7 separate regions of the Mus musculus genome follow, and all the other regions are linked to region 1. Evidence: chromatin contacts called from public HiChIP or PLAC-seq and promoter capture Hi-C data. All regions are on one chromosome and are shown on one strand. The core of a region is the stretch at or near the end of the contact, and the rest is flanking DNA. Distances in the headings are between cores, read along the strand shown.

What was found. Promoter capture Hi-C pulls out the DNA fragments that hold promoters and counts their contacts. HiChIP or PLAC-seq counts read pairs in DNA pulled down with a chosen protein or histone mark.
Region 2: a contact with region 1 is called in a promoter capture Hi-C map of pre-B cells, with 5 times the contacts expected there. The contact joins the promoter of Saxo2 here to the promoter of 2900076A07Rik in region 1. A contact is called at or near these places in 4 of 39 promoter capture datasets (the 3T3-L1 cell line, the C10 cell line, liver and 1 more).
Region 3: a promoter capture Hi-C map of liver shows a contact between it and region 1, with 7 times the contacts expected there. The contact joins the promoter of Man2a2 here to the promoter of 2900076A07Rik in region 1. A contact is called at or near these places in 3 of 39 promoter capture datasets (hippocampal neurons, liver and pre-B cells).
Region 4: a contact with region 1 is called in a promoter capture Hi-C map of liver, with 5 times the contacts expected there. The contact joins the promoter of Unc45a here to the promoter of 2900076A07Rik in region 1. A contact is called at or near these places in 3 of 39 promoter capture datasets (hippocampal neurons and liver).
Region 5: a contact with region 1 is called in a promoter capture Hi-C map of liver, with 5 times the contacts expected there. The contact joins the promoter of Prc1 here to the promoter of 2900076A07Rik in region 1. A contact is called at or near these places in 3 of 39 promoter capture datasets (liver and pre-B cells) and 1 of 9 other capture datasets (adipose tissue).
Region 6: a contact with region 1 is called in a promoter capture Hi-C map of liver, with 5 times the contacts expected there. The contact joins the promoter of Ttll13 here to the promoter of 2900076A07Rik in region 1. A contact is called at or near these places in 2 of 39 promoter capture datasets (both in liver).
Region 7: a contact with region 1 is called in an H3K27ac HiChIP or PLAC-seq map of thymic regulatory T cells, with 9 times the contacts expected there. The contact joins the promoter of 5430400D12Rik here to the promoter of 2900076A07Rik in region 1. A contact is called at or near these places in 3 of 39 promoter capture datasets (the C10 cell line and liver), 2 of 115 datasets of contacts at active chromatin or transcription factors (large pre-B cells and thymic regulatory T cells) and 2 of 9 other capture datasets (adipose tissue and liver).

What each region holds. Positions count from the first base shown.
Region 1 is chr7:81,522,097-81,525,342 of GRCm38.p6, forward strand. It overlaps 2900076A07Rik (RIKEN cDNA 2900076A07 gene), which reads left to right and starts at 1,454. Exons shown (of 4, transcript NR_160675.1): 1 at 1,454-1,580.
Region 2 is chr7:82,647,243-82,650,882 of GRCm38.p6, forward strand. It overlaps Saxo2 (stabilizer of axonemal microtubules 2), which reads right to left and starts at 1,286. Exons shown (of 3, transcript NM_177894.4): 1 at 1,150-1,286. The coding sequence starts at 1,187. Efl1 (elongation factor like GTPase 1) reads left to right here and starts at 1,372. Exons shown (of 20, transcript NM_175317.3): 1 at 1,372-1,436; 2 at 2,284-2,389. The coding sequence starts at 2,299.
Region 3 is chr7:80,370,088-80,373,647 of GRCm38.p6, forward strand. It overlaps Man2a2 (mannosidase 2, alpha 2), which reads right to left and starts at 1,288. Exons shown (of 24, transcript NM_172903.4): 1 at 1,015-1,288; 2 at 645-842.
Region 4 is chr7:80,338,547-80,341,694 of GRCm38.p6, forward strand. Unc45a (unc-45 myosin chaperone A) reads right to left here and starts at 1,673. Exons shown (of 20, transcript NM_133952.2): 1 at 1,523-1,673; 2 at 1,005-1,166; 3 at 768-804; 4 at 295-470. The coding sequence starts at 1,573.
Region 5 is chr7:80,293,062-80,296,702 of GRCm38.p6, forward strand. Prc1 (protein regulator of cytokinesis 1) reads left to right here and starts at 1,415. Exons shown (of 15, transcript NM_001374624.1): 1 at 1,415-1,530. The coding sequence starts at 1,520. It also overlaps a transcript of Rccd1 not described here.
Region 6 is chr7:80,244,998-80,248,352 of GRCm38.p6, forward strand. Ttll13 (tubulin tyrosine ligase-like family, member 13) reads left to right here and starts at 1,379. Exons shown (of 15, transcript NM_177765.3): 1 at 1,379-1,666; 2 at 2,287-2,554; 3 at 3,298-3,338. The coding sequence starts at 2,298.
Region 7 is chr7:79,918,694-79,921,975 of GRCm38.p6, forward strand. It overlaps 5430400D12Rik (a long non-coding RNA gene), which reads left to right and starts at 1,956. Exons shown (of 2, transcript XR_003946805.1): 1 at 1,956-2,246; 2 at 2,356-3,282. It overlaps Ap3s2 (adaptor-related protein complex 3, sigma 2 subunit), which reads right to left and starts at 1,947. Exons shown (of 6, transcript NM_009682.3): 1 at 1,816-1,947. The coding sequence starts at 1,884.

The DNA of each region.
Region 1 (3,246 bases), core at 204-2,703:
GTATGTGCAACTTGATGCCCTGTACCAGGCAAAGGAGCCAGTGTGTGCCTGTGCCCAGTGTGTGCCTATGCCCAGTGTGTGCCTATGCCCGTGTGTACCTATGCCAGGGTGAGAAAAGCACAGGCCAAGCCTAGAAAGTGAGTGTAATGGTCTCACTCTGTAGCCCTGGCTCTCTGTCCGTCCTTCCTTCCTTCCTCCTCCTTCTCCTTTCTGCTTCTCACTGTATAGCTCTGGCTGGCTTGGAACTCTCCACGTAGACCAGTCTGGTGTTGAACCCTGAAGGCTGGTATTAAAGTAGTGTGCTACCATGCCCAGAAAAGTTACATCTTAAATGAGTAAGAGAAATGAAGTAGATTTGGCTCAAGCTGATAAACAAGGTAACATTTTTGCTCCTGATTTTGTATATTAAATCCAAAAGCCTTGTATGTTTGGACTGCATGTAAGGTCCTTTCATTACACCTATGTTTCTTATTTTGTTCTTTTTGCTTCAAATTCTGACCTCAAACTCGCAGCATCCAAATGAACTCTGAACTCATTGTTCTAAACCTGCTTACTTTTAGTTTACTTTAGCATTTGGTTTGCACATTCCTGGAGAACTCTGGCAGCTTACTAGGGTGCTCAGTAATTGCCGCCCCTGAAATCTTAAGTCTTTTCTGCAGCCTCACAATGTGAACTGGAATAAGCTGGGCTTTTTAATCCAACAGGATGGATGTCCTTGTAAAACACAGCAATAAGCAGAAATAAGGAGAACAAAGTTTGACAACAGAGTAGGGCCATGCTGCCTCAAGTCAAAGCACACACAGGATTTTTAGCGATCACCAGAAACTAAGTAAGGCAAAGATATCATATTCAAAATGACAGAGGAAGCCTACCTCTACCAAGGCGCAAATGTCAAATGTCTTTTGTTTTAGTCTCTCAACATTTGAGGTCTATCCTCAGGAAATTTATCCAAAAGTGATTTTACTTATCTTCCTAGACCCATGATCAAGGCTAGGAAGCTCTTGGTCCTTTCCTGGATGAATATGCATGGGCTTGCAACCAGGGGGAGTCAAGAGAGCGACTGAGTAAAGGTTACTGAGGTGCAGTGCACGCTTTGCTCTCTATAAGCAGGGTGGCAAGAATGAAGAACACTGAGAAGCTTAACAGCCAGGGCTGGGTAGCACAAGAACGCAGAGGAGTGTCGCAGGGGCGGGACGGCGTACTTCAGTCCCCAGGATGCCGCCTGCCAGGGGAGCAGAGAATAGCATACTCAAAACAATGCGGCAGCTCTCCACACCCACCCAGGAGCTACAAGCCGGCCCCCGAGTCTCCCACGATCCAGACGCCACGCAGCTAGACGCTAAGCAGCAGAGGACTCGCTCTGAGCATGCGCACTGGGAAGAGCCAAGCCCAGCCGCGCCGCGCGGTGCCTGACGTGGAACTTCCTCCCTACGGCTAAGAAGCCGGAAGTGGACTCATTTTCCACCGGAAGGAGGGAGAAATTATGACCGAGAGCCTGACACCTGATGCTAGCGGCTTTTGTCTCGCCAAGTTGACCCAGTATTTGGCCACCTTGTGCGGCGGGTGACTATGGTGTCCAGGTAAGTGGCTGACGTGGCAGGCGTCCCAGGAATGGGAGAAGAGATGGGTAAGCTGCCCGGCTATCGATCTTCCTTCTCTGTGTTTGTTTTTTCTCCATCTTTTTCAAAGAGGGTTGCTAGCCCACGGAATGGTGGGTAGATATGGAAGGAGAAATACGCGGTCACACAGACTGAAGTTAAATTAAGCACACACACATACGTACGTACATACATGCACACATACAAACACATATTCACATGCACAGAGCTGTTGAATATTGGCTCTGTAAATCCAGGCATTCCGAATCGATGACTCTTGCCTGAGGGAGGAATCACCTGTTGCAGTAATTTTAGCGCCCGTGAGCACATGCACACGCAGTGGGTGATTTTTAAGTTTCTTGAATGTGTCAGCAAAGGCATTTAATGTTAGAAAAGGGCAGCAAGGAGGCGGTGGAAAGTTGCATGGTTTGTTGAGGACAGATTCTAAAATCCCATAGAATTCTTGTACAAAGGAGTTTTTATATTGCTTTCTGATGGTGTGCGTGGATGGGTAGGAGGTTGGAAAATTGAAGGAGTGAAGACAGTAGTGAGGTGCACTTAGATACTAGCCTGATGGCTTAGTAGTTAAGAGCATTTGTGGCACTTCCAGAGGCTCTGAGTTTGGTTCCCAGCACCTATATCAAATCACTTGTACCTCAGGACCCAAGGAGTCCAACACACTATTCTGGCCTCCTTGAGCACCACACACATATGTCATTCACTCACAAAGACACGAACATACATATATATAAAGCTTAGATAAGGTGTGAGTCCACCAAAGGAAAGTCATTCGTCAGCCATCAACATGTTTGACCCTGTAGATCAGTGGGTCACAACCGTGGGTCACAACCCCTTTGGGATCAAATGACCCTTTCACCTAAGGGGTCACCTAAGACCACTGGAAATACAGACATTACATTACAATTCAAAACAGTAGCAAAATTACAGTTATGAAGTAGCAACAAAAATAATTGTATGTTGGGGTCACCACAACATGAGGGTATTAAAGTCACAGCATTGGGAAGGTTGAGAAGTGCTGCTCTCGATGGAGATGAGTTTGCCGTGTCTGCCGTTCCCGGTGTACTGTGTAGCAACAGAAGGCAAACATGGGAATCTTCCTTACCTATTGCCTGTTATTGCATAGAAAACCCTGGGGGTCTTAAGCAAGATCTGAGCTCCCCCTAGAAAGCTTGTAGCGGAATACTTATTTGTGCGCTCACTATGGCTTTGTGCTGGCAACCTGTAGAACTTTACCCTAGCCTCTTTATGGGAAATTCACTATAAAGAATTTGTAAGTTGCCTACAAGTCGAGGAGAGATGCTGTAAAGTTCACTGTAATCAGTCTCTCTCTGTCTGTCTGTCTGTCTGTCTGTCTGTTTGTAGGTAATATGACATCTGGTGCTTGTGTAGCTTTAGGTTTGCCCTGCATTAATGCTGCCAGCTCAAGTGGACCCTGAGTTATTGCTATTATCTTTCTTATACTACAGTGGAAACATGTAGGACAGTGGAAACCTGTCAAGGAAGGGAGCCTAAGAGGTCCAAAAAGGTAACTGTATATTAGCAAACACAGAAACATTATCAGCATCAATGACAAAAGACCTTAATAATAAGGAACCATTCAGTTAGGTGTTCACTGTGGGGGATCCCT
Region 2 (3,640 bases), core at 36-2,535, 1.1 Mb after region 1:
ATGGGGAGGGATGATGGTGAAGAATCTTTGCCCCGTTTTGAGACAATGACTCATGAAGGTAGCCAAAGTTTAAAAACCATTGGCTGAGTGGAACTATGTATGTCATAGTAACTACCCATTTTGTCAAAGATTCTTGTACCTCAGTTATAAAACTGAAAGCAGCTAAGGCAGTGCTCTCGCTGCAACTAAGTGTTTGCAAGGGACATTTCGGCAGAAGTTATTAGCCATGCTTCAAAGCCTAAAGGGGATTCCTCTTACATTGGCAGTCCCCCCAGCTCTGTGGATGGTGATATTATTCTTGAAGAATGTAAAGTCCCTAATATAATGAATTTCCTGATGGGTGGATGGGAAAATAACTTAGTTTGTAGATAAATTCAGATTCAAATACATTTTTTTTCTTACATACAAGATTTTGCAGATTCAAGCCTTAAAAGTTATGTTTGCATCTGTTCAAACATACAAACAATGTTTATTACAAAAGGGGCTGAGAAACTGCTCTCAATCAATATGTGTTGTAGCTGGTTGCCCTTAGAAGGGGATTACAAGTACAAAGGGCTTGGCGTTACTCAGTTACTCTTATTCACTTATCAAAGGTGATCTAACCCCTGGGTAAACAGTAAGCTTGAGGATAGAGAAGAATGTGTTTACTGGTGATGTAAAGTTGTTAGGCAGGACTTACAAACCAAACCTGAGGTTTACGGTGAGGACTATTGCCATTTTTGTCTGTCAGAAAGGCCTCAGGAAAATGTTGCCTTGGCAGGAATAAAAATAGAGTTTAGAGGATGGAAGGTTCTGGGTGGCAAACGAAATACCATGGATACTGTTCTTTTAAGTTAACCAATAGAATCGGTGGGTGACTCCATCACTTACCAGCCATATTTGCTCATACTACTTAGCTGATCTGAACTGTATTTTAGCTTAAATCTCTGGATGGGAAGCCTCAGGGAATGCAAAGAAAATAAGTTTTGCCCAGGAGCTAGCCAAGCAGAGGAAATGGGCAGCATTTAGCAGAGCATAAGGTCGGGGGTGGGGGGTGGGGGGTGGGGGTGGAGTAGGGGTCTCCTCCGGTTCAGGCAAGGGAGTCCTTAGGGGGTGTGCGCGGCGGGGCTCGCGGCTCTGCGGACGCCACACCGGGCGGACGTTTCTTACCCGCAGGTGCAAATCTGGCACAGACACCAGTTCCTCATGCTCTGCGCTCCAGCGTCCCCCTCCGCAGGCTTAGGCTGGCACACTTCAGAGCAGCTACAGCGTCCGCCGTCGTCAAGGCGACCGCGGAACTCCAAGTTGAAGGGAAACGACGTGGCTTCCGGTGATGTTCTAGATGCGCGCGGGTCAGAGGTCACAGGCCCACAGGCCCCGCCCCCAGGCTCCTGCGACTTCCGGTCTGAGCTACCCCTGGAGTCTTAGGTGCGTGGGTGAGGTGCGGCGTGGAGCTGGTGAGTGGGGGGACTTGCTAGGGACGCCGGCGACCAGACGGTGACGGAGACCCGGGGGGGTCATGTCGATTGGGCTGGGCGAGGAGTGTCCCGAGCGGCTGCACTTTATAGGGACCCGGTACTCTCAGCGGCAGCGACTCCAGGAACCCAAGAGGAGGAAGGGCATGCAGACCTCGATTTGCTTCTTTTAATTGGAGAGAGGGGTAGAAGGTGTGTCGTGCACCTGGTGTGTTCCTAGGCACGTGATCCAAAAACTTTTAAGGACACTCAGTGCAGTCACAGGGCCGAAGTTCTCATGTCTGATAAAAGCCAGCAAGCTTGACAGAAAGGCAGACTTTTGGAGGGACTGAAGTAGGGAAGGGTGTGTGTGTGTGTGTGTGTGTGTGTGTGTGTGTGAGAGAGAGAGAGAGAGAGAGAGAGAGACTGACTGTCTGTCTCTGGTGTGTGTGTGTGTGTGTGTGTGTGTGTGTGTGTGTGTATGTATGTATGTATGTATGTATGTGAGTGTGAGTGTGACTTAGCCGGGCGCCTCTGCACCTGGCTCCCAACTGCGTGATTCATCGCATGGCAGATCCGGAAACTCCCAGCTCACCCCACAAGTACTGTCAGCAGGATGTGTGGACTTTACCATGGAACATGGGCCTAAAGGACTATATCCCCTCAGGGCCAGAAGGAAATAGATGTGGCTAAACATTCATTGGGTTCTCAGTTAAGGAATCTGAGGCGACTTGTCAGCATCAGCATCTCCCTCTCAGTTTGTCCATTTGGTTTTCGCTGTTGTGCACACCACCCCCACCCCCACCCCCACTAGATTTTGTACCATTTTTAATTTGCATTTAATGTTTAGTCCCAGGAAATAACCATGGTGCTCAGTGGTGTTGATAAGATGATTCGACTTCAGAAGAACACTGCCAACATTAGGAATATCTGTGTTCTGGCTCATGTTGACCACGGTAAGGCTTTTAGAATTGGGTTTTATTAACAAAGAGGAAATGTCTCTGTTTCATTGGAGCGGTGAGAGTGATGCTTGCTAAGGAGTTGTGTGTTGTGCCATGTCAGAGAAGCATGCTGTAGAACGTTTGAAATAAATGGATTAACGGGTGATTGGTGGTCTGCCCAGTATGTCATACAATGCTTTTGAATTTGGATTTTTGTTAAAATATGGAAAAGTTTCTTGAGATGGTAAAATGTCTGTGGTCTTGGTAGAATATATCTTCTATAAATTCTATTTAATTCATCCTATACTGAGCATTTGCTAAGTTGGCAGTGCTTTTTTAGATTTGTCAGGCCCTAGACATTTATGAGGCCAACCTGTCCAGCCAGAGAAGCTTTAGGGAGGAATCGGGGCTTCGTGGTGAGATGGGCTGGGGGTGGGGTGGGTGAGAGTTTTGAGACCTGGAGGATTGGGTAGCAAAGTGGTTAAAAAGAATTGTTAGACGTGCCCCTTGAGGGGCTGTGGGTGATAGGGGGGGGCAAGCAGTACAAATGGAGGTGTGGAGACAGGCAGAAGGAAGCGCGTGTGTCTAAGGTGGGGTTCAGCTGTCTGCTTTATCCTGAGACTACTCTTCATTTGAAACTCTTTCTTCTCATAGCAGCAGCTCAGCATTTAGAGTCCTGTTGAAGCCAAAGCTCCGTATCATTTTAAAGGCGAGGGAGACACAGGCAGGGTCCTGTCACAGACCTCACCATTCCTGTGTGACTCTAAGACAGGATCAAGCTCTCTAGCTCTGGTTAGACATCCGGAGCTCTGAGGTCTTTTCAAATTACTTTCCGTTTGAGTGTCAGTGTGTAGCCCATGTAAAAGGAGGATAAGGAGAATCTCTGCCAGTGGTGAAATAATAGTGAAATGGTCATTAACAGTTTTATTAGCGTGTTGGGAGTCATTAGGAAAAATATAGCAAGGGCAAAGTCCTCCAATTGTAGATGAGATTAGACTGGGAAAGGTGCTTGGCTGGGTTAAAAGGCAGGAAAGAGGCTTGGTGACTCTTGTCATTAACATGAGCTCTGAAGACAAGGAGAGAGGGTGGGTCACTTGTAGAAGATCCAGCTGACACTGAGTTTATATACAAATAAAGTGACTAGCCTGCCCATGGGTACATGTGTGCATGTTTGGAGGATATAAGATCTAGCCAAAGGTTTTACTTTGTTTCTTTATTAATTCTTTTTTTTTTCCCCTTTGAGAATTAAATAGCAGATTGACTAGT
Region 3 (3,560 bases), core at 38-2,537, 1.2 Mb before region 1:
AACTACCACAAATTGTCCTCTGATTGCCGCATGTTTTCTGTGACGTACATGCACATAAATAAATGTAACACATTACAAACAAACAAACAGGGATAACAGAGCCCCAACTCTGACCCACACTTCATTACACAACCACTGATTGCAAACAGCTTGCTCAGGACTCTGAGAAGGCTCTCCCAAGCCACGTGTTTCCTCCCTTCAGATGTATACATAAATACAAGAGGTTTTATTTTGTTTGATTTAGGGGTACAATCACCAGCTGGAGAGACAGACAACCCCCCCACACACACACACTCACACCCTGCCTCCCCTGTGACCTCCTGGGGCTGACTGGAACTCAGCAGAAACAGTGCCTGGCCCAGATCCTATCTCAGAGAATACAGAATGGATTTCTTTTAAGAGAAAAAGAAATGCCCATGTTTCTAACGCAACCCAGTTCTAGGATTGTCCCCATCAGTACTGATTCCTGCTGTGCAAAACTTCCAGTCCTGGCTTCCAGAGTGCTTTAAAGGGACTCTTAGGAAGCTAGCGGCGAGACTGATAAAGTCCCCAGGGTAGCGGAAGCCAGGCACAGCGGCTCCGAAACGGGGCAACTCGAGACGACCCACAGTGCCTGCCGCCACCGCCCGCGAGTCCCCACTTGCCTGCCGGAGGAGGGAGGACGCTAGCTGCTGAACGCGCGTGGGCGGGACCGCTCTCTGGAGTCTGCTCTTCGGGCCCTGGTGCTGAAAAGCTCAGTCACCTCAGCCTGCGTCCTACTTAATGCGATCTGATTCCGCTCAGGAGCCTCCGGGCAATATTTTTAGTCCCTGGAGATTGGGTCCGGGCCAAAGAGGGCGGAGCTAGGGAGCAGGAGCTGGGTCACCGTGGGGCAATTACCTGCCGAGATGTAACCCCCCTCCTCCGGCCCGCCCAGCCCCCCTCCGGCCCTCGGGGCTCAACCGGCACCCGGGGGCCGCAACGCTCGCGGCCTGCAGGCTGGAGTCCTCGCCCACGCCCCGCCTGGCCCGTTACCGTACGCGGCCGGCCTCCGCGCCGCTCGGGACCCGGCCGGCCGAGCCGCCACTGCTCGCATCCCGGGGGACCGCGGCCCGCGCGCGGGCAGTTGCGCAGGCTAAGAGGGACGCCTGGCCACCCACCGCCCCTGCTCGGCCCCGCAGCCGCGCTCCCGCGGGGGCCAGGGCCGCTGCGCGCTCCCTGCGCTCGCCCCGCGCCTGTGCTCCCGCGCTCCCGCCTCCACGGGGCCGAGCGGTGCGCCCGGCAGGAGGAGGGGCGCGGGGGACCGCGCGCAGCGTCCCCTAGTGCCGGGTCCCGCCGCTGCCTCGCCCCCCGCCGGGTTCCGCAGCGCCCCCTGGCACCCGACTCGGTCGCCTCCCGCTGGGTCGGTGCCGGGGTCCGCTATGGCTGCGGGGCGGCTGTGCGCAGCCGTTGACCCGGCAGGGCGGGAGTGGCGGAACCCCAGCAAGGTCGCGCCACTGTTTCTTGTTGTGTTTTTGTTTTTTTTGTTTTTGTTTTTGTTTTTTCTCTTGGTCTTCCAAGAGTAAGATTTAGGCAGGAGCAGAAAGGGCAAAACCGTGCGGTGCTTCGTGGCCTCCCTGCCTGGCTCAATAGTGATGTTTCTTAGTCAAAGGAATAGTGCCTCCCTCTAGGTTTTGTGAGTTCCGGGTGGCTCTGGGTTTCCTGACACTAAGGGCGAAATGCATATCATCCGGTTAAAGGTTTATTGAGCATCCATGTTTCCAATTTACAGCGTAAGATACCATACTGCAATGAACATCTCCACAAATTCCACACTTTTCTTCCTTTTAAGATTAATATTTGGATGGATGTAGGAGCCCGTGCTTAGTCCCAGCACCTGGAAGGCAGAGGCAGGGAGATCTCTGAATTCGAGGCCAGTCTGTTTTACATTTTGAGTTCCGGGACAGCCATAGCTACTTGGGGGGGGGGGGGGGGGAGATTGCTTGCTAGATCGTAGTGGCACACACCTATAAATCCTCCTGTCTCAGATTGACACAAATTCGAAGCTATCTTGGACTACACATTTGCAATCCTGTTTCAAAAGAAAAAAAGATTGCTAAAATTACTGCCTGAAACTGAGCTGGCCCACTAAAAGTCCAGCTCTTGGGAAGTTGAGGCTAGAGGATCCCAGCAAACGGACACTAGCCTGGACTACGTAGCAAAACAAATATTACTCTCTGTTGTAGACTACCCCTAACCCCAGGTTCACATCTTGAAGTTCTGTCCCCAGATTTGACCATATCGGGAGGTGGGGCTTTGATAAGATTAAGATTAGCTCATGAAGGCAGAGCCCTTAGAAAGCAGATTATCCTGTCCTTATAAAAACATCCCAGAACCCAGGTCCTCAGCAGTCAAGAAACAGAGATAAGGCAGATCTTGGTGAGTCCCAGGCCAGCCTGGGCAGCATGGTGAGACCCTGTCTCAAAATAAAAATAATAGCAACCCAGAAGCCAGTGAGGTGGCTCAGTGGGTAAAGATGCCACCAAGCCTGATGACCTGAGTGTGATCTTCAGAGTCCACGTGGTGGAAGGAAAGACTCCTCTGATCTCCTACATATGTGCCACAGTGACTGCAAACACACACACACCACACACACACACAGAGAGAGAGAGAGAGAGAGAGAGAGAGAGAGAGAGAGAGAGAGAGAGAGAGAGAGAAGGAATCAAGCAGTTTGTAACTACAGTGGCCTCCAAGAAGGAAGAGAGCCTACATGCTACGGAAACAGGAAAAAGGGGTGGGGGAGCTGGACAGGTGGCTCAGTGGTTAGAGCACTGGCTGTTCTTCCAGAGGTCCCCAGTTCAATTTCCAGCAACCACACGGTGGCTCACAACCATCTGTAATGGAATCCAAGACCCTTTTCTAGTGTGCATGAAGACAGCTAAAGTGTATTCATATAAATAAATAAAAACTTAATTTTTTTAAAAAAGGGGGATATAAAAAGGCAGTAAGGTGTAGTCTTTTACAAAATGGGGATGAGGGGTGGGTCTTTCTCCAGTCTGCTGGCCTCCTCTGGCCTGGGAGAGAATCATAGTACACTTGTGGTCCAGCCTCACCATACAGCAATAGCAAGTACTCTGTCATAGCTGATTTCAATAGTGCTATCCCCCTGCAATCCAGCTTCTTGTGGATCCAGCTAAGAACAGTTTTCAGATGCATATTTAGGCAGAGGATGGTCTACTCTTCCTAGATACTGGTGGTGGTGTTTTGCTTTTATGTTTTGTCTTGAGACAGGGTCTTTCTGCATAGCCCTGACCAGCCTAGCACTCTCTCTATAGTCTAGGCAGGCCTTGTACTCTACTTAGAGATCTGCCTGCCTCTGCACTGGGATTAAAAGTATAGGCCACCATGTTCCCTCTTATCTGCACGTTTAAAGCCAGTTTAGTCTACATAATTAGTTTCAGGCCAGTTAGGGCTCTGCAGCAAAACTATCTCAACAAAACAAAACAAATGCTTAACAGAGCTTCCGTTTTCTGTGCATATGCAGACAGCTGTGTCAGACACAGAAAAAAAATCAGTCTACCCTCAAGGTGGTCTATCCACCG
Region 4 (3,148 bases), core at 423-2,922, 1.2 Mb before region 1:
TCATCAGATATTCATTTACAACTTTGATATGCTAAAGCACTACAGCCTAACAGAGCCAAATCACTTCATACCTTCGCCAGGTACCGTAAGAGTCCACGCACCCACACCACTTACATACAAGGACAAACTTATACATACACAGAAAAAAACATGCTTTAAACTTGATTTCCTCCATCAGTCTGAGCATTATTAATTAATGTGTATTTGTTACCAGTAGCTCCTCTCTGGAGTACTGTGTCTACATCCTTGTCCCAGACCCAGGCAACTCCAACTTCTCTTGGTACCTTCACATACCTTCTCCTGAATCTGGCCCCCAATGTTCCTCAGCGACTCCTGGAAAACTTTGTTCTTGGGTTCTAGGCTCACACATCTCTTCAGGTCAAGGACAGCCTGGTCCAGGCGGCCCAGCTTCTCTAGGGCTTGGCTTCGGCGATAGAGTGCTTTGACATCCCCACCGTCCTTTTCAATGGCTGAGCACAAACAGGAACTCTATCAGCACCCAGGAGGCCACCGTCTCCAGGCAAGAGCAGTAGGGATAGATCTCGAGGGCCAAAGGAAGATAGGGGTACGAATGTGGAGCTCGGTGCTTCAGCCTCAGAAAAGGTGAGGGCGGCTGCAGAAAAGGAAAGGCCGAAGAAGTGGGAAAGCAAGTAGAAAGACGAGTGACTGGGTCCAGAGGAGGAGAAAGGGATGGCTCGGTGGCCCCAGAGTCCTTTCCCACCACAGAAGACCCCATTGCTCCATATGAGGACCCACACCCACCCTACCTTTAGACGCCTCTGATTCTGCTTTGCTGTAATCTTCCTGTAAGAGAAAGATCAGGAGCCTGAGAGTGGCAATGGCACCCTTGTTTTGCTGAACCACCTGATCCCCCACTACCCACGCCTAAAGACCTCTGGCAATCGTGCGTGGCTAGGAAATGCCCAACTGGTGCACAAACAGCAGCGGCTATGGGCAATCCCAGGCCCAGGTAGAACCAGGTTAGAGCAACCCGATCCCCTCACCAGCTTGAGGTGGCAAGCAGCCCTGTTTCGGTGCAAAATGGCCTGGTCCTGGGGCGTCGCGCCGAGACTCAGGGCCTGTGTGTAGGCGGTCAGGGCGCCCTCGTAATCCCCGCATTTGAACAGCTCGTTGCCCTCCTTCCGCAGCTGCTCGGCTGAGCTGGCCTGGAGAGAGAGAGAGAGAGAGAGAGAGAGAGAGAGAGAGAGAGAGAGAGAGAGAGAGAGAGAGAGAGAGAGAGAGAGGGAGAGAGAGAGAGAGAGAGAGAGAGAGAGAGAGAGAGAGAGAGAGAGAGAGAGAGAGAAGAGAGAGAGAGAGAGAGAGAGAGAGAGAAGAGAGAGAGAGAGAGAGAGAGAGAGAGAGAGAGAGAGAGAGAGAGAGAAAGGCGTTGGGCAGAGCAGCGCGCCTGGGAGAAGAGCCGGGTCTTGGCCGAGTCCCGTGAAGGGCTAGAATAAGGTGACGGCGACCAGGTGCGAAGGCGCATGTGTGAAAGGGGAGATGGCACAGGAGAATCAGTACGCACCCCGGGGTCGGAAGGTCGGGGCTCGGGGGTCTCCGGGCCACTCACAGTCATCACGAAGCTAAGCTCCAAGAGCCAGTGCAGGCGCAGTCTTTAGAGCAAAGGTGTCCCTGGGATCCGCGAGATGCCGGCGACTGCCCCGCCCCAGCAATGCGTCAGTGTTACGCTAAACAAGGCGAGGCCAAGAAGTGGTTGGGTCTGTGCAAGGGCGGGGTACTCGCGTTGCGCAGGCGCAGGCTCAGGCTCAGGGCTGCTTCACGAGCGCCTAGTCTGTTCCCACTGGAACCTGTAGAGGGCGCGCGGAAGAGGCTCTAAAGGAAAGGCGGCGGCAGCCGCTGGAGTTTTGTTTTTCTCTCCGTCCCCGACCACGGCAGAAGTGCACGAAATCTGTAGTCATCAGTGCCATCAGCAGTAGAGTGTAGATGCCCAGTGCTAGGAGCGGGCCTGGACCCCTGGGGAGACAGGAGAGACTCAAGGTTGTCTACTGGCTGCTACAAGTCAGGGTTTGCAGAGCCCAGAGTCCCACGAGAGCAGGGGATAAATACAGATGCATACACATATTTTGCATACAAATCTGGGAGCTCGCAAGTACCTTGAAGACAAACGCGGCAGATTCAGAATTAAACCTCCTACTACAATGTGTCCAAGATTAACAAATCCTCTTTATTAACACCGTCCAAACCCCTTAAGACAAAGCAGCTTCTGTTACTTGTTTTCATTTACAGCATTGGTTGTAATTATGATTTAGTGACTTCCTCTCCACTAATCTGGAAGCTACAAGTCTCCCACTGCAGAATTCAAGGACAGTGCCCAAGACACGGGAGCACTCTGCCAGTGTTCTGCGAATCCGGGACTAGAGTTCTTACCTGAGGATGGGTGGTGGCTGAAGCGAAGACAAGTTAACTTGGTACAGGGCCTCAAATTCATCCAGGGTACAGCAGGAACCCCCGGCAGCCTGCAGGTGGCAACAGTAGGCTTCCTCGGGAGTGTCAGAGAGGCGCGGACAGAAAAAACCAGGGTAGTGGCCGCCTTCTGCATCCCGTGTAGTCTGGCACAAATGGGGGTGGTGAGCCAGGGCTGGAGAGAAGCAAGACGTCTATAGAGAAGGGAGGTTACCCACATCCCCTTCACCCTGCTCAAAGTGCAAAATGGGGTCCAAGTCCCAAAGAGAAGAGAAGAGGAGGCTCTCTCCACCCCTCACCATCAGATCTCCCGTACCCCAAGTCACCCTCAGAGGATAGGGAAAGTATTATACCTGAGAGGTCGGTTGGCTGGGCAAGATTCATCCAACTGAAAAGCAGTCCCCCACACAGGCCTGTCAGCAGGAGCCCTGGACCTCTCCCCTGGAGGCCCATAAGAAGTCGCCTCCACCTCAGTCGTAGTCCTAGGAATCCAACAGGGGTTCTAAGCCCTGGCTACAGACAAGAAGGAAGCTGAAATTAAAGTCCCAAGATTTGCAGGGGTGAAAACTCCTCTATTATAAGCTTGTGGAGAGATGAGAGTGATTGGGTCCTATCATCTGCTGGGAAATGTGAGGCCTTTGGCTCTAAACTGCCTATGATTTCCTAAGCAGAAGGGAGGAAAGGAATGCCAGGAGAGAAAAAGTTGAGCCATTGTCAAAAAGGAAGA
Region 5 (3,641 bases), core at 165-2,664, 1.2 Mb before region 1:
GTGGGAGGAGAAAACTGAATCTTTTAAGTTGCCCTCTATTCTCCACACATGACCACCCCATATACACACACAAATTTAATAAATGTATTTATCATAAAAAAGAGAAGCAAATAATGAGACTCTTATAGATGGTACAGTTGACCAATACAGAAAAGCAGACAATTTTAGTTATAATTCAGTATAAACTAGATTTTGTTTTATTTTGGGCCTATAGATGGAAGCTAGTGGTTTAAAAGCGCATTGCTAATCACCAGTGCTGTGGGTAACAAGGATACTCCAGGTAAAGTTTGGTGCAGAAGATAGGTTAATAAGTACCTCTTCGCAAAGGAGAATTCAATAATTACACTTCTACAAATCATTTTGGAGGAGGTAGCAAAAAAGAAATTCATCTCAGCTTTATTACAAATTTTAGTCTGAGTAGCAAAGGAGATACTCCCATAGCAGTGTATTAGGTAATAGTAAATCATTGAAAATGGGATACAGATGCTATGGGTCAGTGGGAAGAAAAGGACACACAAATACTTTGGTTGTTTTTTGTTTTTGTTTTTTGTTTGTTTGTTTGTTTGTTTTGGTTTTTCGAGACAGGGTTTCTCTGTGTAGCCCTGGCTGTCCTGGAACTCACTTTGCGGACCAGGCTGGCCTCGAACTCAGAAATCCGCCTGCCTCTGCCTCCCAAGTGCTGGTATTAAAGGCGTGCGCCACCACGCCCGGCTACACAAATACTTTGATGTCATGTTCAAATTGTGGAGTTTTCCTGATTTACCTAAATCTTATAATGTGCAAGAAAAACAAAGCCCAAATCACCATTTGCTCACAGCTAAATTGGGCAAGTCAGTTTTTTCCTGTAGCCCAAACTATTTCCCTGTCCTGTCTCTGCCGCCTACGTTCTGGAAAAGCTACTCAAATCTTTTTCTTCAGGATAGTGATGATCATTATTAACAGGTGTGTTCTAATGATTAAATGCGATAAACTTGTCCACTAAGGTACCAGGACCAAGAGCCTGGTTTTTTTTTCCTTCTAAGCTTTCCTGCTAGTCCCTGCTCCTCTTGGGACATTGGAGAGTAGCAAGAAGTCGAGCTGTTCTGGCAGTCTACCCAATACTTCTCAGGAAGCACAAAAATTTGAAACCCAACGGCAGCAACTCAGTGGGTACCGGTGACATCATCGGCCACACCCCTACACCCCACCCTTGAGGCGGGCATAGGTGCACGCATGCGCATATTGAGGCCCGCACGCTCCCCGTGCAAGCGCTTCCCACGCCCTAGGCGGTCTCTGTATCCCAGGCCTAGGCAGCAGCCCTTCGCAGGAGGGGCGGGACGAGGGCGGGGCTCCGTGAGTGGCGGACGCGGTAACCAATTGTCATTTGGCACCGCCTCTGGCTCGGTTTGAATTCCGCGGGGTCCAACGGCTCGAGAGTGGAGACGGACTCCGGGTGAAGTCTGCTGCGGCTGGTTACCGTTCTCCGTCCCGCGCGTGGCAAGTGGAGGGTCTCGATTCTGGACAGCTTGGAGCGTCCACCATGAGGAGAAGGTGCGGGTCTCTTAGGGGCGGGACCCATTACTGAGGTGCGGGTCTGGTACCAGGTTCGACAAGCTGGGTTCGCCGGTCTTCAGGCACCGATGTCTGTGGCTGGGGCGCTCGAAGCCGGCTCCGGAGGGCATCTGTGCCCGAGGCCACTAGCGGGGCGAGCAGCGGGGACAGCGCGGGGTTGACACGCTTCCTCGAGGCCGGGGTGGGTTTGTCTCAGGCCTGGCGTAGCTGGCGGCCGAGCTCAGGTGCCGCCGCAAGTCGCGGCTACTCGGCCTCTTCTCTGTGTAAACGCTGAGCATGTAATGGTGTGGGCTTCTCATCTCTTGAGTATAGTCTGTAATCGCATTGCTCGGGAGGCTAGAACAAAATCGATTCGAGTTTAGCCTAGGAGATGTAGTTTAAGACTAACCTGGGCTACGGAGTGAGACAGTACAAAAAGCCCTGAAGTTTTTTTAACCTTAAAGTTTTAAATGTATCGTTTTTTCTTCGTGTCTTACAGTTCCGCGTTTTTACTTGAGTTAGGAAGACGGCTTGAGCCGGCCAGTGGTGGCACACGCCTTTAATCCCACCACTTGGGAGGCGGAGGCAGGCGGATTTCTGAGTTCGAGGATAGCCAGGGCTACAGAGTGAGTTCCAGGACAGCCAGGGTTACACAGAGAAACCCTGTCACAAAAAAAAAAAAAAAAAAAAAAAAAAAAAAAAAAAAAAGAAAGAAAGAAAGAAAGGCTTTATTTCCTTGCAAGTTAACAAATTCGAATTCTTTTCCGGTCGTTTTAAGATTCCCAGGCGGGGTTAGAGAGATGGTTTAGCGGCTAAAAGCACTGATTGCTCTCCCAGAGGAGGTGGGTTCAATTTCCCAGCACTCACAAGGCAGCTCACAACTGTCTTTAACTCCAGTTCCAGGTGATTTTTGACACCCTCACATACAGACATACATCTAGGAAAAACACCGACGCACCTATGAAAATAAATAAAAAGAATCCTCTATTAAAAAGAAAATTCCCGGGCACTGCTTGGGAGTGCCCGATTGGAAATCCAATCAGAACTGACTCTTTGAGTAAAAGGCTGAATGCCGTTTTCGAATTTATAAAATAATTTTCTGCAACGAGTTGGGTGACAAGGCTTTGTAATTTCTAAGAATCTTGGTTTTGTGATTATAGATTTTGATCATTTTTTTTACCCCCAGATACTTGGCCTCAAGAGTCTGGGAATAGAATGAAAACAACTGACAAGTAGTATTGTGAAAAGAAATTGAGTACAAGGCTAAGGATTTCAGATATTCCCATCTGAATGACGTTATTCATTAAGCCCTTCTGGGGTTAATGGTGCATTATGAAGACTAGTAAAATCCTAACTTACACTGAATAGAAATTTGTATTCAGAGTATATTTGGATATGATTACCCTCACCTGTAATCTACAGATCTCAGGAGTTCAAGACAGGGAGTTCCAGACATCTGCAATATAAAGAGATCCTATTTCAAAATAGGAAAGCCAGACAGCTGGGTGAGGGGCACATCTATCCCCCCCACTGTCTTGGGAGGTAGAGGTGGGAGGTTCAAGGCCAGAGCAGCTTATAAGAGACCACGCCCCTCCCCCAAGAAAATAAAGTCTTCCAGTATGGCTTGTCCAAGTATTTTCTGCTTTTGTTTTGTTTTTTGTTTTGTTTTTCGAGACAGGGTTTCTCTGTGTAGCCCTGGCTGTCTTGGAACTCATTTTGTAGACCAGGCTGGCCTCAAACAGAAATCCACCTGCCTCTGCCTCCCAAGTGCTGGGATTAAAGGCATACGCCACCATGCCTGGCTATTTTCTGCTTTTTAAAAAACTTCTGAGACACACTTGTTGAGATTGCAGGAAGGCCACACCAATCCCTTGTCTTGGTTTCAGTCGGATTTGAGATCCTTGAATTTATGTCTCAATGTTGTATTTTAAAAAGATTTCTTTATTTTATTTATTAGGGTAGGGTGCTTTTAAAACAGGGTCTGTACACAGCTCTGGCTGCCCTGGAACTCCCTGTGTAGGCCAGGCTGGCCTCAACCCCAGAGATGCAGCTGCCCCTGCCTTCTGAGTACTTCTGAGTGTGGGGATTAAAGGAGTACACCACTATATGTG
Region 6 (3,355 bases), core at 129-2,628, 1.3 Mb before region 1:
CTCTGTTGTTAGAATATCATCAGCCCAGTCCAAAACAATTAACATGAGTCAATAGCAGCAGTCCAGCCTTACTGGCAAACATCAAACAGGCGTCAGTAGCAGCGGTCGATCCAGAAGAAATTGAGAGAGAGGCTCCACAGGTCAGCAGAAGTCAGCAGAAGCAAGCGGCAAGAAGTCACCTGAATATCACAGAAAGTTCTGTGGCAAGCCAGTCTCTATGAAGTCAAGACAAGGGAAGATCAGCAAGTCAGTGCAAGGCGAACCAATGCAAGAGCCTTGTCACACTGTCTGTGGAGTATATTTATATTCTTTCTACTCATCACACGTCCTTTTCCTTCCTGCTTCAGAAAGACATTCTCACCTGTCTCTGCTTCAGCAAAACATCTCGTGACATAACTGAGTCCCCCCCCCCCCCAAGAAAATTTCCACTTCAATGTAGTTTCTGCAATTTTTTGTTTAAGGTTTTTCGAGACAGGGTTTCTCTGTATAGCCCTGGCTGTCCTGGAACTCACTCTGTAGACCAGACTGGCCTCGAACTCAGAAATCTGCCTGCCTCTGCCTCCCAAGTTCTGGGATTAAAGGCGTGCACCACCATGCCCGGCTAATGTTTGTCTTTTTATGAATAATAATAATAATAATAATCCAAAATTCTCTGGATTTTGCTACAACAAAATAATCTGAATCATATGTTGGGTTGGGTTTGGTGAAGAAAGCTAATGAAATTCAAAGTGGGGGGCAGGGATGCCAGGTTATAGGAAGGCAACAGTGACAGAGAAATTGAATGAGGTCATTCTGTTATTTCATTTTCTTGAGGTTACAAAAGTATTTATGGTTGTGGGTACCACATCAAGTTATGGGTGTAGGGGTGAGAGGACAATGTATTGTTTTCTTCTTCCACCATGTGGGTTCTGGAGGTCGAACTCATGTCCCCCTGACTTGTCAGCTATCATTTTGGTCCGCTGAGCCACCTTGCTGGCCTTATTCTGTAATTTGCTAATGGAGCTAGTGAATGAAACATTGGAAGGCATGTGTTCTTATCGCAGCTGTCCCTGTTAAGGGCAGGAATTTTTTTATAGCATCATTTCTAAATGTGGAAGAACCACAAGCAGCTATTTTGTCCCAAACATAAACATATTTGGGTTGGCCATAGGATTCCAGGAAAAGTGGAGCAGAAAAGGTGGAACCCGCCCCAATATGGGAGGACTACAAATCCCATAATGCGTTGGAAAAATACGTCTCGGCCGTTCACGTACACTCGGACCTCTAGACGCACCCGGCAAATGCAGACAGCTAGGGGGCCAAGATGGCTTCTACTGGCGCCAAAGTGGGTGTGGTTCCCGGGAAAGCCACGCCCCCAGAACGCTACTGCAATAGGGGCGGCCTTCGTGTCCATAGCGACGGCGGCGGCGGCGGCCGTCTGCTTGCTTAAGAAGTCGCCGCCGCCGCCAGGATCTCGGAGCCAGGAGTTAACCCCGAGGGGGAGCGGGCTCCCCCTCGCGACAGCGGGGACAGACAGTCCTGTGGAACGACGAGAAGGTCCCCGACGTCCAGCAACGCCCAGGAAGAGCCGCAGCGAACGAGCGGCGGCCATGAGCGACCAGCTGAGTCCAGCCCCGAGCCGATAGGGGCAGCTCCAGCAGCCCCTGAGCTCTCCTCGAAACCTCGGGTGGGCAGTGTCTGCCGTGGGTTTCCTTTCCTCTATTGTAACCCAAAGAGTCTTAGCTATTAGAGGCCCAACCCCAAACGCGTTCACGTAGGGAAACTGAGTTCTGGCTCAGGGAAATCGCCGGCCGATAACCTTTGATTGATAACCTTTGATTTACAGCTGTATCTTATTTTATTTTTTTTTAAAGATTTATTTATTATATGTGAGTACACTGGATGGTTGTGAGCCACCATGTGGTTGCTGGGATTTGAACTCAGGACCTTTGGAAGAGCAGTCGGTGCTCTTAATCACTGAGCCATCTCTCCAGCCCTCTACAGCTGTGTTTTAAAGCAGACTTCTCCAGTTCTGTCAGCCACCTTTCTTCCCCTTCAGGAAACAAAACAGCCGCGGTGGTGGTTCCTGTCAACTCTATTCTGCACTGCACACTTATATCTTATCAGCCCCCCATGCTTCCTCCCCACAGCCCTCTACTTGGAAACAACCTATTCTACAGTAGGGTTGATCTAAAAGGGCAACATTTCATTCTAGCACCGTAAAGGCGCTCCGGGTAAATTCCTGCAGGACTTCCTGGGCCCGGAGAAAGGTCTGATAAATATTTATTCCTATCCCTTTCCCCTTAGAATCTGAGAGGATGGAGCCCAATAACTGTAAGACCAGTGAATCTGAGGAAGATGATATTGAGGAAGAAGAATCTGAGGAAGAATGTGTTAGAGAGGAATCTACCACCCCCAACTCTACCCAGCAGGCACTTAGAAAGGCTGACTATAAAGAATTTGAGAATGGGGTTGCCTTATCGGTTGTAGCCAAGAAAATTCCAAAGAAAATATTAAGTGCAACAGACACAGATGATTTGGAAGTTGGGAGGAGAAGAAGAAAGCGGAAACGAAGGTATCTTTTCCTTCGATCCCTCACAGGTGTGACTCTAGAGACATTACCCCTTGGCTTCACACCACCATTTGGTAGCGGAGCATGGTGGGATCCAAGCTTTTCACTTTAGCCTTTGGGAAAGGAGAGGAGAGCCAGATGATGGTGCATGCATATAATCCCATCATTAGGGAAGCTGAAACAAAAAGATTACGTGTGTTCTAGACCAGCTTGGACTACAACGTGAGACCCTGCCCCCCATCAAAAATCATATAACTATGGGCTGATGAGATGGCTCAGCTGGAGAAGAGGGCTTGTTGCTCAAGCATGAGGGCCTTGAGTTTGAACCCATAGTGCTCACATTAACACAACAAAACAAAAGATGGCTGTGGGGTTGTGGTGGTGGCCAGTGCCTTTGATCCCATCACTCAGGAGGCAGATGCAAGCAGATCTCTCAGTTCAAGACCATCCTGGTCTATAGAGCAAAATCCAGGACAGCTAGGACTACACAGAAATCCTTTCTAGGAAATCTAAAAGGAAAGGCCAGAGCAATATTAACCTTTGCTTCAATAGAAAAAAAAAAAATCAGAGCATTTGGGTCTGCCATACTTGGAACTTTAGCATGTTGGTTTGGTATATAAATGCTTCTAGAGGAAATGAGTTTGTATTATAAGTCTGTTAGACATTTCCTAATCCTGGGTTCCTGGGAGCCTGATGCCTGTGCTTCCCTCCCACTCTGCCTGATTTCTGTTCCTCCTCCATTTCAGACCCCTGGCCATCAACCTGACCAACTGCAAGTATGAGAGTGGTAAGCACCGGGCTCAG
Region 7 (3,282 bases), core at 706-3,205, 1.6 Mb before region 1:
AACTAGACATCAAAACCATTTCAAAAGGCGATCGATTTTCATCCACTAAAATGCCTTCAATAAAGACAACATGGCTAGGATTATGCAGCTCAGTGGTGGAGGACTGCCTAGAAGGAGGGGTGCTCTCAATTCCCTTCCTAGTTCAGAAGGAGACATGAAGAAATTGCAATACTGATACATTGCTGATAACAATATACAACTAGGAAAACACTTTTCCAGTTCCCCACTTAGTTATTATGTGGCCTAATGATTCTACTACATATGAAGTCAGGAGAAATAAAAAGAAATGTCCATACTAAAACTCAACACATGAATGTTCAGAGCAATTACTGGGAAACACAGATGACCAGCAGAGCACAGTGGTGCATGCCTATAACTCTAGGATGTGGAAGGCTGTGGTAGGATCTCTTTTGGTGGTTGGTTGGTTGGTTGGTTGGGTTTTGGTTTTGCTTGCTTAGGGACAGGGCAGTTGATTGTGAACAGGGTAGTTGATTATTAACAGTAAGTTTCTTTAATAGAGATAAAAATGTTCTCAAATTGTGACAGATGCCACTAAACTGCATACATTAAGTAGCTGTATAGTGATTTTTAGCTCAGTGAAAAACTTAGAAACTAGGAGAAACAAATGCACGTGCAAATTGAAGTTGTAAACCCTGTCTTGAAAAACATAAACAACAAAAAATTGAAGTTGTATTCAGTGTTCTATTTAAAAACGTAGTTGGAAAATCCTATTTTAAAAAGCAAATACTTTTCATTTATGATGAAAAAAGGAATAAAAGACCCAGAGACATTTCTGTTTGTTTGTTTGTTTTTCAAAACAAGGTTTCTCTCTAAAGCCCTGGCTGTCCTGGAACTCACTGTGTAGACCAGGCTAGCCTCGAACTCAGAAATCCACCTGCCTCTGCCTCCCAAGTGCTGGGATTAAAGGTGTGTGCCAGAACCGCCCGGCAAGACATTTCTTAACGTGTACAAAAGGTGGGGCTGAAGCCTGAAAGTCTTCTGATTTTATTCCCTCTCAGACAGAACCAGTCTCTCAGGAGGATATTTTGAAACCTAACCACGAATAAAATATTGGGGTACAGAAGGCAAAGAACGGCATCTGCGTTTCCCCAAAGGAAATGTTTCCAGAAAATTCAAATGTGCACGAACATTGCTGAGGCATTCCATGATGGCATTTGTTTATTTGTTTAATTATATGATTTCTTAAGATGCGGTCTGGTGTAGCTCAAGCTGGCTTAGAACTAGCTGTGTATCTGAGGATAACTTTGAAGTCCTGATCCTCTCGCCTCCATCTCCCGAGTTCTGAGCTTTGAGGTGTGCACCACTACAACTGGCATCTTGTAAAAATAGCTCATTTCCCCCTAATTTTAAAAGAGACTTTCTGCAACCTTACAGGATAAAAAGTATCCCAACCCTGATAAGTGCCAGCCAATGCTGAAGCAAGTGATTCCACGAAAGAACTTCTCTCCATGCCCTTGAGAAAAAATAAACGTAAAAGAACCCAACGACCAGATCATCACAAAACTACGCTCATCAATTTAAAAAACAAAACAAATACAGAAACAAAAAACTAAAGACAGAGGCTGTCACCCAATATCTCAATGCGGCACACTGTGTACTGAGTCTGTCCCTAAGACCCAAGGGAAAGTGTCACAAAACACAGAAAAGCCAAGATCCAGGAAGGATGAGGGAGGAGCAGGGGGGTGGGTCATGCACGGTGCCAGAGCAGGAGATGCTGCTGAGCGCGGCTGCGGGCCGTGGGGAAGGGATGGCTCTGGTGCTCCGCAGGGGCATGGTTGGTGGGGCTGCACTCACAAAACGCTGGTAGAAGCGGACCAGCCGCGGTTTTCCATGGTTGTTGAAAACCAGAATCGCCTGAATCATCTTTGCCGGTCCCGCTTCTCTCGGTACCACCTGCTCCAAGAACGCACCTTCTTCCGGCACAACACGAACACTTCCTGTTGGTGTCCCGCTGAAAGCTGCTCCCGGAAACTTAGTCTCGGTACCCCTGGGCACCGAGCACTAAAGTGTCCTGCCGCTCTGGCACCCTGAGAGGTCGGCGCGCTTTCCTGGGGAGCACGGCTGTAGAAGCCCAGGAGCACGGTCGCCTTGGCCAGCCTGGGAACGAATCCAAGCCTGGCTGGGACTGAGCCCCTCATTCTGGTTCCATCCTGGAGCCAACCGTGTCGGCAGCAAGCATCGAGACTGGCAATTCCTGCCAGCAGCCGCGCCAGTTTGAGGGACCAGTAGGTGTTTGTGTTTCTTCTTCTAACCTTGGACTAGCAAAAGCTAGGCTTTTATGTTGCAGTGAATTAGGCAAAAGTCTGCCAGTCAAACGGTCATTCTCTCCTTTAGATGGTGAAAGTTGACATCATACGGGATCTCTCATCCAATCCCACATAAACGGAACGGTTGGTCTCAAACTGGTAACACCTTTTCTCATTTATTTATTCATTTAGTTATTCGTTTGTTTGTTTATATGTTATCTTTCTTTGAAACGGAGTCTCACTGTGTCGCCCTGCCTGGCTTTGAACTCAGAGATTCGCCTGCCTCTGTGACCCTAAATGCTGGGATTAAAAGCCTGCACCACCACATACATCCCTGGGATTTTAGTAAATAAAAATTCAAATGACTATTGCATTGAAGTGGGACAAAATGATTCAAATGTTGGACGGAAATGTCAAAGACAATTCTAAAACAGAGTAGCAAGAAGGAACCAGCTTTGCCCACCAATCAAACCAAGCAGGATAATTTGAAGTATGTTTTAAAGTTACATTTATATGGATTTTTTTGGAGAGGACCCACGCGCCTGCAACGGTGCATGTGTGGAAATCAGAGGACAATTTGGGGAGTCAGTTCTCTCTTGCTGTGTAAAAGATCTAATGTAAGCCATCAGACTTGGCAGTGCCTTTACCTCACAAGCCTCAAATCATAATTAAAAGGTGAAGTATTATTGAACTATAACACAATAGTCTGTGGTAAACAATTTTAAAGATTTAATTTTAATTATGTTGTATGTGTATATGTCCAAATGTTGCTTCAGGTGCCCTCAGAGACTAGAAGAGGCCACCTTAGAGCTGGAGTTTATAAGCAGCTGAAGTGAATGCTGGGAGCAACTCCAGTCGTTTGGAAGAGATGTAGTCTTTCCAAGCCCTTGGCATGAAATAATTTTAATATATGATGTAGGGGCTATCATAGTTTGGCTGTAGGAAGGAATTCCACAAGTGCTATTGAGATAACTGATTAACACTTTGAAGAAAAAGCAGCTTAGTTTTTTCATAC